Linked DNA regions of Mus musculus: regions 1 and 3 are each linked to region 2. The links are chromatin contacts, called in public HiChIP or PLAC-seq and promoter capture Hi-C maps. All regions are on one chromosome and are shown on one strand. Each heading gives the region's core, a stretch centred on a gene start, on an enhancer-like site or on the middle of the called end of the contact. The rest is flanking DNA. Distances are from core to core; before and after follow the strand shown. Region 1 holds the start of Tfdp1 (transcription factor Dp 1). Region 2 holds the start of Cars2 (cysteinyl-tRNA synthetase 2 (mitochondrial)(putative)). Region 3 holds the start of Atp11a (ATPase, class VI, type 11A).

The links. HiChIP or PLAC-seq counts read pairs in DNA pulled down with a chosen protein or histone mark. Capture Hi-C pulls out chosen DNA fragments and counts their contacts.
Region 1: an H3K27ac HiChIP or PLAC-seq map of embryonic stem cells shows a contact between it and region 2, with 8 times the contacts expected there. The contact joins the promoter of Tfdp1 here to the promoter of Cars2 in region 2. A contact is called at or near these places in 5 of 115 datasets of contacts at active chromatin or transcription factors (astrocytes, embryonic stem cells, fetal liver and 1 more) and 1 of 9 other capture datasets (adipose tissue).
Region 3: a promoter capture Hi-C map of liver shows a contact between it and region 2, with 2.3 times the contacts expected there. The contact joins the promoter of Atp11a here to the promoter of Cars2 in region 2. A contact is called at or near these places in 4 of 39 promoter capture datasets (the 3T3-L1 cell line, cranial neural crest, hippocampal neurons and 1 more), 1 of 484 Hi-C or Micro-C datasets (CD4 T cells), 7 of 115 datasets of contacts at active chromatin or transcription factors (astrocytes, bone marrow-derived macrophages, embryonic forebrain and 4 more) and 1 of 9 other capture datasets (liver).

Annotation. Positions count from the first base shown.
Region 1 is chr8:13,335,371-13,340,047 of GRCm38.p6, forward strand. It overlaps Tfdp1 (transcription factor Dp 1), which reads left to right and starts at 3,381. Exons shown (of 12, transcript NM_001291765.1): 1 at 3,381-3,436; 2 at 4,295-4,369. The coding sequence starts at 4,358.
Region 2 is chr8:11,547,718-11,552,404 of GRCm38.p6, forward strand. Cars2 (cysteinyl-tRNA synthetase 2 (mitochondrial)(putative)) reads right to left here and starts at 3,054. Exons shown (of 15, transcript NM_001359137.1): 1 at 2,782-3,054; 2 at 2,541-2,591; 3 at 10-127. The coding sequence starts at 2,960.
Region 3 is chr8:12,753,808-12,758,541 of GRCm38.p6, forward strand. Atp11a (ATPase, class VI, type 11A) reads left to right here and starts at 3,209. Exons shown (of 30, transcript NM_001293667.1): 1 at 3,209-3,545. The coding sequence starts at 3,507. Gm33587 (a long non-coding RNA gene) reads right to left here and starts at 3,089. Exons shown (of 3, transcript XR_378725.3): 1 at 2,880-3,089; 2 at 698-852; 3 at 16-352.

The sequences.
Region 1 (4,677 bases), core at 2,131-4,630, 1.8 Mb after region 2:
GAAGAGGGCGTCAGATCTCATTACGGGTGGTTGTGAGCCACTATGTGGTTGCTGGGATTTGAACTCAGGACCTTCAGAAGTGCAGTCAGTGCTCTTATCCGCTGAGCCATCTCTCCAGCCTCTACTTTCTGAATCTCAGGGCATCTCCCTTCAGAACAGGAGGGTCTTTCCTGCAGGATGGAAATGTTATACAAAGATCCCGTGCCTCTCTCTGCTTCCCAGGCGTGAAGATAGCTCCCCTCTGCTACATTCTTCTTCCACCGTGGTTTGCCGTACACATGCGTGGGGCCAAAATGACCACAAATAGAAACATCTGAAACTATGAGCCAGAATAGATCTTTCCTCACGTAAGCTGATTCTGTCACAGCGGAGATAACAGGAACCGATGTGCCTGTCGGAGTCCGTTTAATTGTAGTGCTTCCTGGTCACTCATACTCCAAGAAACAGGTCTGTCTATCATTAATTATAAGCAAAACCCAGGAAACCAATCCATCTTAAGACAGTGCCCCCAAGCAACCCATTTCACCTGTTCTGTGGCTCCACTGCTCAGCCATCGCACCTGACCTTCACTCTCACCACCTTCACTCTGACTCCAGTCGGTTTGGCTTCCAGAATGCTTTGAGGACCTTCCGCATCCTCCAGCGAAATCGAGTCAACTGCTCTCAGGAACGACTGCATGTTGAAGGCTGTTGGCATGTAAAGTCATCCCTTGTAGGGGAGGAGAATTAGAAAACAGGAAGACTCCTGGCCATCCGATGCATGAGTTCGATTCTGACGTGCAAAACCAAGGTTAATTAGATGCTTGGCGGCTTAAGAAGGCGGGGCTTAGCCAAATTGGTGGGAGTAGGTGTGGTCAGCATAAAGGCAGTTAATTGTAAAGCCATGCAATATAGGGATGTCCAGTAATAATATGTTGCATATTACTGAGTGAGGGCTTTGGTCTGTGCTCCTCAAAGGTCTTCATAGATGTTAATTAGCCCTGCACTGGTACAGCTCTGACCTCTATATTTCTAGTCGGTTGGCTTTATCCAGATACACAAAATTGGGCAAGGAGAAGATTCTCCAGGGCTAGCAATCCCCGGCCTTACACGCTCAAAGTTTATGGGATGGACTGGCAGATCCAATTGCTTACAACTCTATTCCCTGAGAGCAGAGGGCCTACTGCTCCAGGCTCTAGAAGCCAGAGACTTACAGCTCGAGACACTCAAGTTGGAGGCTTAGACTCTTCTGGACCAACAGCAGCCACAACACTTGGCAGCTACTGTAATCCCAGCCGGTGCTGTGGCTCTGTGTGGGTACGGGGTGCTGGGAACTTACGTGACTGTAGCTTTAGCTTTCAATCCTAGAGTAAGACCTTGACCCGACAAGACTTGCCACCTCCCTGGAACTCTTCCAGTGACTGGTACCCATGTACTCTTCTGTGCCTCTTCATAGCCTTCTTCAGTCCTGGTGCGTGCTTTATCTTCTCTGAATGGCTTCCTATTTCTTCTGCCTGTCGTCCCATCGCCTCTGTGTGCTGCTGTGCGTGCCCTGTTCACTCTTCAGAGTCCCCCTTGCCGCTGCCACCACTCCGCTGACGTTCTGTCCTTTATTTCTTCATGCTACCAGTCTAGCTTGTAGAAATAATAATAAAAAAATTGTGTAACATCACTTGAGAGAAGTTTCTATTGGACAAAAGATTCTCCCAACTCACTGAAAAGGTGAGTCAAATAGCTTGTTTATATAGTCAGAAATGGGGTGTGGGAAGGATGTTTGCACCAGTCACAGTCTTTCTGCTTGGCCAGTAGAGATGCTTCCCTCCCCCTCCCCCTGAACCCCTCATCCCCCAACCCCAAATTCTGGGTGAAAACTGCTACTAGAGCTTACCAGAGCTTGTGATGGCAAAGAGTCTAGTGCAAGCTATTGACACACTCATGCCTTGGGTATTTCTGGTGCAAGCTATTGACACACTCATGCCTTGGGTATTTCTGGTGCAAGCTATTGACACACTCATGCCTTGGGTATTTCTGGTGCAAGCTATTGACACACTCATGCCTGGGTATCGCCTCTTCTGCTTCAGCAATAAGCAGCTGTGGTTGCAGGGCTGCTTCCTCAAAGCCGCTGAGCAGTGTTCAAACAGGACAGCTGCTGGCGGACAGTTCGGCCAGATGCTAAAGAAGGGCTGTTGGGCTGAGTCATGGGACTGAGGCAGCCAGGTAACGGAGAAAGATCTGTCAGTTTGGGAGTCAAATTGACCTTTCCTCCAGAATAAAATCCGGTCACTCACATTAACAGTTTTCTGATAGTACTTAACTTTGCCCTGCTCTTCAGTCCCATATTCTTGGGAAACGTTGTGTCATTTTATCTGAACCATTTGGACTGATTTGTGAGCCCCAGCCTATTCTCCTCCCAGGCTCTCCAGCTTTAGTCTTAAAGAAGTGGCCTCTAAGATGGACTGAGTCTTCAAGGCTCAGGGTCTACCAGACCCCTCTTGGGATGAAGCAGAAGGTTTCTGAAGTGAAAGGCGCAAATGCATACACACCTGATTAACAGGCTGTTTCCTGCCCTGAATCACTGACAGCCCAGGCTCAGGGCATGTGGCTGTGGAGGTCAGTAGTTGAGCAGAGGTGGGGGATCTTGTCTCTGTATTGTTCAGTATGCATCCGAACAGTCTTTACTTTGTTCTGTGTAAATGAACAAGATTCTTCTCCCTGTGTGCACATGCAGGTACTTTAAAGCACTCTCAGAACTGACCTCTTTTTTCTCATGTGTACACACACGCCTGCTTTTTTTCAGTGCGCAGACATTAACATAGGTTTCCATATGTTTGCACAGAGGGTTCTCTTCTGTATATATGTTCAGGCGTGCACACACGACTGATACTCCATGTACACACACGTGTATACAGTCAGACTCTGCATATCCACAGGTGTGCACACACATGATCCTTTCCCTACGTGTGCATGCAGGTATGGCACACACCACATTCTTTTCACCGTTGGCGCGCGTGGTACACGCGCACACACAGAGCCAAACACGTGGCCCTCTACTCCCTGCGCATGCACACAGATATGCATACAGTTGGCCCTTGGTGTACACACACACACACATACACACACACACACACACACACACACACACACACACACACACACACAGAGGCGCGCACACACGTGGCCTCTCTCCGAGCGCACATGGAGACGCGCGCAGCGCTGTTCGGCGTCGGCGGTCTCCAGCCGGGTCCCGCCGCACGCGCACGCGCGCGCAGGCCCCGCCCCTCTCCCAGGGCGGGTAGCACCGGCGAGAGGCGCGGGAGATGAGCGGCGGGAGGAGGAGGAGGAGGAGGAGGGCGCCGAAGGCGCGAAAAGGCGCGCAGGCGCGCTGCGCGCAGCGGGCCCGCCGCCGCCCACGTCACCGCGCCGCGCGCACGTCACGCCGGCCCGACGCTCGGCCCAGGGTGAGCCCGCGTCCCGGCGCCGCTGGCTCAGGGCAGGGACCGCCAGGGCCGGACCTCCGGGCCGGCGCCTCCGCGCCCCCGTCGTCCGCCCCGCGCGCCCCGCCGGCCAGCCAGGTGTGGCGGGGGCACCGGCCGGTCGCGGCGGGAGGGCGCAGGCTGGGCGCGCGGCCCCGTTCCCGCCCCAGCCCGGTTCCCGCGTCCGGTCGCATCCCGCCCGCCGCCCAGCCTCAGCTGGAGTCGGCCTCGACGCGGCGTGGCGTGGGCGGCGGGCAGGGGTCCTGGCCACCCTCCGGCTCTGTCCGCGCCAGGGCGCGGGGCTGGTGGCTGGGCCTAGTGACAGGTGGGGCGAGCGGGCGGGCGGCCGGGAGCCCACCTGTCAGAGTGGTCGGCGGCCCCTCGGGGTCTTGGGCAGCCCGGGGTGGGGGGTGCCCGCCGCGGCCCGGGCGGAGCCACGCAGTGTCGTGTGCCCAAGTGGGGGGCCTTGTGCCTCGGCGGGGCCTGTGGTCAGGCGGGGCCCGCGTGCCCAGGTGGGGTGAGCCTGACGGCTGCGCGTCGCTCAGCCAAGGGTCCGGGGTCTGGCCCCGCTGCCGGTGGGAGCTGCTGGTGCCCGCAGGGAGCATTTCCATTTAGAGAGGTGACTTAAAATCCCCGTGTGGGACCTGCTTGGCTAGCTCTCCTGTCGGGATTGTGCAAGAAAGGCCCCTGCTGCCTGGAGGCCTGCCTCTGCCTCGTGCTGGTGGGGAGATGTTTCCTTTGAAATGCGATGTGCGTTAAATTTCTTCTCATTCTCATTCATTATTCATCCCCTCCCTTTTTTTCTTTTCTTTCTTTCTTTCTTTTTTTTTTTTTTTTAACCAGATAAGTACGGTTTCTTCTGTGGAGGGTACGCAGTTAAAGCCTTGATTTCCTGGATCTGGTAACATGGCAAAAGATGTAAGTATGGTCGCTGCATGCTGCAGACATGTTGGCACAGCTCGTTGCAGTTTTCTCCCTTTATTTGAGAGTGGCCATACGTGTGTGGCAGTGGGTTGGCCAAGACATTTTACAGGCAGGAGCTGGGATGGAGATGAGGGATGATGGCGAGAGTCGTTAGGTGGGTGTCTCCCCTCTGCACAAATGGTCTTTGTCATCCGAAGCGTGACACGTTTTTTTTTTCTTTTTTGTTTTTTTTTTCGTGGTTTGATGATGATGTCTTGATTTTTTTTTCTTTATCTAAACTGCTTAAATAAAATAAAAAAATT
Region 2 (4,687 bases), core at 1,804-4,303:
GCTGCTTACCTCGTTAGCTCTCTTGATTATTTTGTCATCCACGTCGGTAATGCTCATCGCCATGACCACATTGCATCCAAACACTCTGGTCAGGATCCTCCGGATAATGTCAAATCTAACATAGGAGCTGAAAGAAAAACACTGCCAGGCTGTCTTCAACACACAGAATCAACGGCGTTAATTTACTTATTCTATTTTCTGGCTTCTCGACACAGAGTTTCTCTGTATCTGTGCAGCCCTGGCTGTCCTGGAACTCACTCTGTAGACGAAGCTGGCCTCGAACTCAGAGATCCACCTGCCTCTGCCTCCCAAGTGCTGAGATTAAAGGTGTGCGCCACCACTACCTGACCAGTATTTTATTTTTAACCTAGTTTTTTTGTTGTTGTTTTTTGGTTTTCCATACAGGGTTTCCCTGTATAGCCCTGGCTGTCCTGGAACCAGGCTGGCCTCAAACTCAGAGAGACCTGTCTGCCTCTGCCTCTCAACTACTGGGATTAAAGGTGTGCGCCACCATTGCCCAGCTGTTAAAAATTATGTTATTTTTGATTATCTTGTTTTATTTCATGTGCATGTATTTTGCCTGTGTGTATGTATGTGCACCATGTGTGCATCTGACGGTTGTGAGCCATCATGTGGGTGATGGGAGGAACTTAGTTCATCTATAAACAAGTACTCTGAGCATTACATCATCTCTCCAGGACACAATGTTTACTACTGCTACTATAGTGTCTGTGGTATGAATGCTCTGTGTGTGTGTGTGTGTGTGTGTGTGTGTGTGTGTGTGTGTGTATGTGTGCCTCTCACACACACAGGAGAGGCAGATGTGCAGAATGTATGTTGAGGTCAGAGGACAGTTTTCGGGGCTTGGTTCTCTCCTTTCACCAAGTGAATCTTGGGGATCAACCTCAGGTCATCAGGTTCTTACAAGAGGTGCCTTTACCCAGGGAGCCATCTTGTGGGCCCCATCAGCTTTATTCTTGAAAAGAAATGGGTTACAGTATAACACGCTACTATGTAACTTCCAAACAGTGTTCTACAGTTGATGCTTGGTTCATAGGGAACTAAGCCAAGTACTTTCTTACAAACTGGGTCCCACCTGGAGGCCCAGAAGGGCCTTGTGAGACGCAACAAAAGCAATCACATCAGTTTGGGACACTGTATTGCCTTTTTTAAGATTAAAGCTGTTGGATGAGTTTGCATGTATTTAAGTGTGTAAAAAATCCTGATACAAAACTCAATGTCAAGACTGTTTTGTTCTTGTTGCTTTAGGTCAGGGTTTCTCTGTGTAGTCCTAGCTGTCCTGGAGCTTGCTCTGTAGACCAGGCTGGCCTTGAGCTCACAGAGATCTACCTGCCTTTGCCTCCAGAGCTCTGGCATTAAAGGTGTGCGCCACCACTGCCAAGCAACAAGAGCTTTTTACCACTCTTGTTCTCTCGGATTGTCCCCACTACCCCAGTGCTGGAGGCAGAGACAGGTGGACCCTGGGGACGAGCTTCCCGGCCAGCGTGGCCTGTTTGTGGACTTCCAAGGCAGTGAGAGATTCTGTCTCAAAACAGACAGAAGGTAGCACTTGAGGATGACATCTGAGGATGTCCTCTGGCCTCCACACTTGCGTTTCATTTAGGTCTAAAAATACCCAATTAAGGATGCTGGCGAGATGGCTCAGTGGTTAAAAGCACTGACTGCTCTTCCTAAGGTCCTGAGTTCAAATCCCAGCAACCACATGGTAGCTCACAACCATCCGTAATGAAATCTGATGCCCTCTTCTGGAGTATCTGAGGACAGCTACAGTGTACTTACATATAATAAATAAATAAATCTTTTTAAAAATACCCAATTAAAACTGTGCAAGAGTCAGGCAGTAGGCGTATACCTTTTATCTCAGCATTCCAACAAAGACAGGGACATCTCTGAGTTTGAGACCAGCCTGGTCTATAAAGTGAGTTTCAGGACAGCCAAGACTACACAGAGAAACTCAGTCTCAAAAACAACAAACAAACAAAAAAGTGCAAGACAACAACTAAAATATCAAGAGATGGGAAATGTCAACAAATACTGCTCCAATGCTCCCTGGAGTCTAGCAAGACAGTATTCGGTCAGTGGGTCAGTGGTGGAGCACTTAGAACACTTGGGGGCGCTGTGCTAAGCGGCACTTCATAGACATTTCCAGAAACTGCCATGAAGATGTCATGTTGTCATTTCTGTCTTCACTCAAAATAAGAACCATGATTCCAGCAAGAATGTGATCCGTCCAAGACCAGGCAATGATCCCCCACTGTTGGATTCGGGTCTCTGGACCAACCTTAGAAACATCTAATTCGCAAACGGGTCACTCTCTATTCCTTCACAGTAACTCCAATGGGTATGCAACTCCAAACAGCTATGAAGACCAAAGAGACCAACATTCCGGTGTCTCACAATTCCCAGAATGCAATCATCACTCAGTTCACTTAACAGATTATAAAACAAGCTAACAGTTTACTCTTTGCACAATAAATAACCCTCTGACTTTGTCAAAGGTTCAAATCTAGGAAACTCACCAAGCATGGCCAAGATGTGCATGGTCGTACACAGTCGGTCCACAGCTATACCTGGGAACATATTAAGATCCACCATGTGAGATATGTAAAAGGAGCCCTAAGTCTTCCTTAACAACCTTCACTGAACACGCGCGGTGTTTAAGTGACGCTCGGGAGACCACGTCAGGCTTTCAGAATTGACTTGCCCCTGCGCACCTTCCCGCCCCGCCTCGCTCCGCCCTGCCTCTCCCGGCGCACGCACCAGGAGACTGCGTCCGAGCGGGCCACTATCAGCGGCTCCTTCCTGCCAGTGAGGCTGTTATGCACCTGCACGCCGGTGTCCTGGCCTTGCGGCCGTTGCCATGACCGCCCGCGCCGCCCGAGACCCAGCGCGGCCCGGAGCAGCAGAGCGCCGGGCCCAGGCCCGCGCGCCCGCAGCATATTGGGGACAGATCCAGCGAACAGGCGGAAGGCAAGATCCTGCAGGCCAGGCCCAGCCGGGCGAACCAGAAGCCACGCCCGTTCCTCATGGGGCTCCGCCCACTCCCGGAAGAGGCTACACTCTGCCTGAAGTCTGGCAATATTTAGGCATTTGGGCACGGTGGCAGCGGAAGAGAGGCGGGAACTTCGAACCCTTCCCCATTTTAGCGCAGATCTCCTCGCCTTTCCTTATGGGTAACTTGGGCTCGGTGTACATCATTGTGTCTGCTGCTGGGACCCGGTGTGCCCCGCAATATGTACCCAATCTCAGCACACCACTCCAACACACTATACACCATCCCGCGGTCATCATGTCCTCATTTAAACACCTCAATATGTGCGCCTTAACACACCCTGTACCCCATCATACGTACAGCATATCTGCAAGTATGTACCTTGCCACAATCAGTACGTGTAGATCAATACTACATACCAAACTGCTGTCTGCAACCCTGTACATGCAGTATTTGTGTACTTCTTACTGTTCTATGGGCTTAGAATGAAAGAACCACACCAGGAAATGATCCTTTCCTCAAGAACCTGTAACTGGAAATGCCTGTTGGAGAAACGACTGCCCTTCCAGAGGACCCGGGTTTGAGTCCTAGCATCCACACGGCTACTCAAAAGTTTGTAATTCTTGTTCCAAGAGGGGCCAAGGCTTCTTCTGGACTCATCAGACACTACATGCATGTGGTCCGCAGACAGACATCCAGGCAAAAATACCGTTACACATAAGAATAAATCATTTAAAACTTTTTAGAGTCAAAATAGTGGCATCCATCGATAATCAAAGATTTTGGGAGAGAGATACAGGAGCAGCAATGAGTTCAAGACCTGCCTCAGCTGCAAGAGACCCTGCCTTAAAAACAAATGAAAACGAGAGCAGAAGTCTATCGTTCATCTCTTGAGGACTGTTTGGAGTTACATTCAAATTACCCCCACAAATGCACCCCTACTGGTGGCTTACAAAAGTAAAGAGTCCTTTGCTTGTCCAGTCAAGTCTGTCTGATACTAAGCATGCTCAGGTCTTTCAGTATTTTTGGTCTTCCCCACCCTTTTTTTTTTTTTTTTTTTTTTGGTTTTTGGAGACAGGGTTTCTCTGTGTAGCCCTGGCTGTCCTGGAACTCACTTTGTAGACCAGGCTGGCCTCGAACTCAGAAATCCACCTGCCTCTGCCTCCCGAGTGCTGGGATTAAAGGCATGCGCCACCACGCCCGGCCTCCCCCCTTTCTTTGATGCTCTCTTGAAAGGCAAATGATTAGGCAGACATGTTGTTCCCTACTTTTTTCCTGAAAGTTCTGTCCTCTAACTGCTTGCCCGAAGCTAGACTTCCAGGTAATACAGACTGTGTTCTATGCACTATGGTAGTCAAATTCGTGGTCTCCAAATGTCCCAAGTTCTCCAGGAATATCATTCTTCCTCACAGTTACCTGCCATCGTGGCAGTTTGTCATTGTAAATGTGTGTGCACTTATTTGTCTCACTTCTATGGCAATGTGAACTTCTCTTTCTGTACCCTGCACCCCAGTTGCTGAGCAACGGTTTCACTCAGTAGCCCAGGCTGACTCTAGCCTACCTGGCTTTAAGCCCCTCCTGCCTCAGTCTCCCCCAGTTTGGGGACTACAAGTGTGAGCTTGTCCCTCTCCTTCAGTTCGGAACTGTAAATTGAACTCCTTGCTGTATCCCGCA
Region 3 (4,734 bases), core at 1,959-4,458, 1.2 Mb after region 2:
CCAAAGAAAGATAATCCAATAAGAGTTTATTCTGAAGAAGAAGATTCCAGACAAATGGTCTTGTACAGGGCCCAGGAAATAAGATGTCCTCCCATCGGACATGGCTTGCTGTCTTGGGGCAAAGCAGCTGTGGTGGCCAGAGGCTCTCATGGAAATGTGGCTTACTGGTGTTCCTTATGGAGGGAGGCAGAAGCCTATGATCTCAGTTTCTCCAGAAGAGTGTGGCCGAGCGAACGCTCTGGGGCCTCCAAACTCAGCCTTTAGTGGTTCTGTAGTGTTCATTTTGTCTCTTGAGGAACCAAGCCATTGTGTGAAGAAGCCCAGGCTAGCTCACAGAGTAGTAAGAAGCCATCTGAAAAGAATGACCTGCTCTTCCAGTAACCCCCAGTCCCCACCTCAGGGACACTGCACACGTGACTTGAGCTATGACGACATTCCTACCTTGGCAGAGCCTCCAAAAGAATATAGTAGCTTACAGATTTCCAGCCAACACCAGGGAGGGCAGAACAACCTGCCAAGTCTGGGAGAGCTGGCCAGCGCCGGCTCCCTACTGCTTCAATTGCTTGTTACACAGCACTGACTAACAGGCTCACAGAATGAGTTAGAGTTTCTGGTATTTTAACAGAGTCTTAACTTCTTTTTCACGGGTTTAAAGTTAAAGTGCTAACATCTGTTGGTAATGGAAAACCCAACTCACCTGGTATTACATTCACTCTTTACCAAGTTTCTGGTTAGCCTGGGTTAATGGGTCTATGACATCCTAGGCTCCTCTCACTTTGGTCATGCTTCTGTCCCCAGCAAGAATGCGTTCCTCTGGCTACCTCCTCTGGTCCTCTGGTGTCTGAAAAGAGACTGCAAAGCAGTAAGCAGCACCTCCAGACAACAGCATCCATTCTTAAAAGAGAAACACATGCTTTCTTTTTTGTTGGTTTTTTGTTTTTGTTTTTTGTTTGCTTTGAATCCTCCTTTTCTTTTCTTTTCTTTTCTTTTCTTTTCTTTTCTTTTCTTTTCTTTTCTTTTCTTATTAGATATTTTCTTTATTTACATTTTAAATGTTATCCCCTTTCCTGGTTTCCCCTCCGAAAACCCCCTATCCCCTGCCCCCTTCCCCTGCTCACTAACCTGCCCACTCCTACTTCCTGGCCCTGGCCTTCCTCTACACTGGGGCTTAGAACCTTCACAAGACCAAGGGCCTCTCCTCCCATTGATGACTGACTAGGCCATCCTCTGCTTACATAGGCAGCTGGAGCCATGAGTCCCACACCATGCGTTTTCTTTGATTGGTGGTTTAGTCCCAGGGAGCGCTGGGGTTACTGGTTAGTTCATATTGCTGTTCCTCCTATGGGGCTGCAAACCCCTTCAGCTCCTTGGGTCCTTTCTCTAGCTCCTTCATTGGGGACCCTGTGCTCCGTCCAATGGATGGCTGTGAGCATCCACTTCTGTATTTGTCAGGCACTGGCAGAGCCTCTCAGGAGACAGCTATATCAGGCTCCTGTCAGCAGGCTCTTGTTGGCATCCACAACATGTCTGGGGGATCCATCCCATATACAATAAACTCTCGATTTCTTAAAAGCAAGGAAACCTTCCTAAACAGCCTCCAGCATGTTCCTCTATGTGTTAATTAGCAAGTCAGCCACTTGCTAGAATGAATGGTGTCAGCTGGAGGGAGCCAGAGAGTCCTGAGCCCCACAAAGGGTGAAGGCTCAGAGGATGAAGTCACTCACTCCTGTTGCACCACCAGGGAAGTGCTTTGCTCTGTATGAAGAATAAGCTAGACACCAGGGCTCACTCCTGTGTTCCAACACTTCAGAGGCTGAGGCAGGATGTTTGTATAGAGTTTGAGACCAGCCTAGAATGAAGATTCGGTCTCAAAAATCCAAACAAGAAAAAAGAAAGGAAGGAAGGAAATGAAACATTCCTCCAAGTAGAACATTCTCTAAGGATAGATAGGAAGGCTTTATCCTGAGGCACATCTGTGCCAGGAATACCCACTGCAATTGTAATTGGCCAATAGCCTACAATTTGGCCCAGCAGTCATGGTAGGAAAGAGATAGAGCATCAGAGACACATGAACAGCCCAGTCAGGCCCACTGAGGCCAGCAGCTAGTCCCTAGACATAGAGGCCTGCTGTCCTCAAGAGTCCACACCACAGCTAGGAGTACCAATGAGCGCTGACTGCCAACTCCACCAGGCTCACAGCAAGTCCAGGAAGCCCGGAGAGAAAACCCTTTGCCCTGAGGCTGGCTGGGTGTCTGTAGCTGGTGCTCCGTGGTGAGCACTGGTGTAGAACTTAGGTAGAAAACAGGGTAGAAGGCGGTGGTGGCTCAGGAGATCAGTTTAGTCACTGGCACCATTGCCACCAGTGTCTAATCCAAACCATAGCAAAGTCAGATCTCCTCCACACCCTGTCAGAACGCTCTCAAATACATTCCTAATCCTCAGGTCTGGTGCTCCTGATCGGCCACTGCAGATCCCTCGTCTCTGGTTCTACCGTTATCAGAAGCAAAAGCAAGGGATGTGGAACCAGTAAACATTAGCTAGATTACGGCTGGGCTGGAGGTAAGGAAGGTTGTTCAGCCATGTGCCACTTCACACCTAGGCAGCAAAGAACCACCTTCCCTGGGTGCTAGCCATGGTGATACAGTTGTAAGGTAGAAGCAGGAAGCATTTGACAGGGGGCTGGACCACAAGGTAAAACCCAGGACTGTGGAGGGTCTTCCCTGAGGCCTGGTTTCTGGAAGGCAGGACAGAGACTGGGCCCCAGGAGTAGGTAGAGGTAGAGAGTAGTGAGTCATGAGAGCTGGATCAGGACGTGTTTGGTTTGGTCTCCAAGGGAGTCAGTCCCAAAAGGGGTGGTAATGTTCGCTCCCTGTAGCCACCTGAGGATCCTGTGTCTTCTGTCCACGCCACGGCAGGAGGTGTGACCCCCCCCCCCCCCCCGCAGGCCTAGGGACCCAGGCCCATGGCACTCGCCATGGAGTCCTGGGCTCACAGCCAGGCTTCCGTTTTAGAAGAGGAGTGAACGGGGCGGGGGTGGAGAAGGGGTGGATCAGCACCCGACGAGCCACGCGGGGGCGATGACAGCCCCCCCCGCCCCCCCTCCCCCAGTCCCGCAGGGAGGCGGAAGCAACAGGGCGGCGGCGACGCGCTAGGGAGTCGCGGCGCGCGCGGGGCCGGGGCGGGGGCTGCGGCGCGCGCATGCTCACACGCGCCCGTGACGCGCGGGGCGCAGCGGGGCAGAGCCGGCTCCAGAGGCGCGGCGGCCGCGGGAGGAGCAGGCGCGGAGCATCGAGCGCAGGCCGCGTCGGCCCGACGGGAGTAGCGCCGGGCGCAGGCCGCCTCCTCCGAGCCGCCTGCGCGCGGGCCGAGACCCTTGGCCGCCGCCGGCGGGGCATGAGCGCGGAGGGGCCGCGGCCGCCCCCCGCGCCGCCCAGGCCGTGACCGGGCGGGGGGCGGCTGCGCTAGCGCCCGCAGCCCAGGGGCTCGCGGAGCCGGGAGCGATAACCATGGACTGCAGTCTATTGAGGACGCTCGTGCGCAGATACGTGAGTGGCTCTCTGTGATGGGTCCGGGGTCCGGGGTCCGGGTCTGGGTCAGGGTTCAGGCCCGGAACGTCCCGCCGTCGGGTCCCCGCCGCGCTCCACCTGCGCTCGGCCAGGCCCACCCGGAAGGCAGTTGCAGCCGGGTCGATCCCGGGGTCGAGGGACATCCATCCTTATGGGGGTTGCGCTCAGCCCCAGCGGGGCGGGCCGACGCGGGGACCGGGACCGGCTGGGACATATGTACGGGGCTGCGGGGAAGCGGGGAGCCTCCACAGGGGAGTCAGAAGTGAAGTTTGCCATCTCTGAAAGTAGTCAGCCAGGTCCGAGTGCGTAGTTCCCGGCTCCCTTGGATGCTGCTGCGCGGTTAGTGACGGAGTGCCTCACCAGGGGAGACCAGGGAGGTAGGTGGCATCCATCAGCCGGGATGGAGCAAAGTGGGTGTGTGTACAGAAAAGAGAGAATCTGCCCCGGGACAGCTTGTCTTCCCTAAGCTGGACACAAGGACCTATTGTACGGCAGCTGGCGCGGGGTGGTCACAGGTTTGAGGAGCGCGTGCCTTGCCCAGTGCGGGCTGGGTACGGAGGGGACCAGAGCCGGCTCTCTCTAGCTTCTCTGAGTGACACTTGTCCTTGGATGTGGGTTTTTCTGAAGGGGAATTTACCCGGGTTTTTCTTCTTGCTTTTCTGGTTAATTTCCATCCAATTTTGGCCTTCCAGTAAGCAAAGAATGAGACTAGGAAACTGCAGCCCTCCCCACCCCACCCCACCCCACCCCACCCCCGTGGGAAGCGAAAGGAGGAGGGGTGGTCTTCTTGGTCCCTGTAGACAGTCACCTGCCAGCTTCCCAGGGCCACAGGACGAATTTTCCGTCCCTGGTGCTGTCTTTTACTTCCACAGTGCCCTTAGGCAAGCCTTCAGCTATTTTATATTTCCTTATCTAGGTAAAATTTCAAGTTAGTTTCTTTTTGCTGTGCTATTCTACTTTCGAAGTGGTATTTTCTCTCAAATCTAGGCTGCAGATATTCCTTAACGAACTTTGCCACTCTTAATTATTTGATAATGCATCTGGAATGTAAGTTATGGAATGTTATTCCTTCTGCTCATCTCATTTTTGACTGCTCTGCCACAGGCCTTAAACTCGAGTCTAAGCCATGAAATTAATTTGACTTTTCCCCGAAACAGTTATGGCTTGT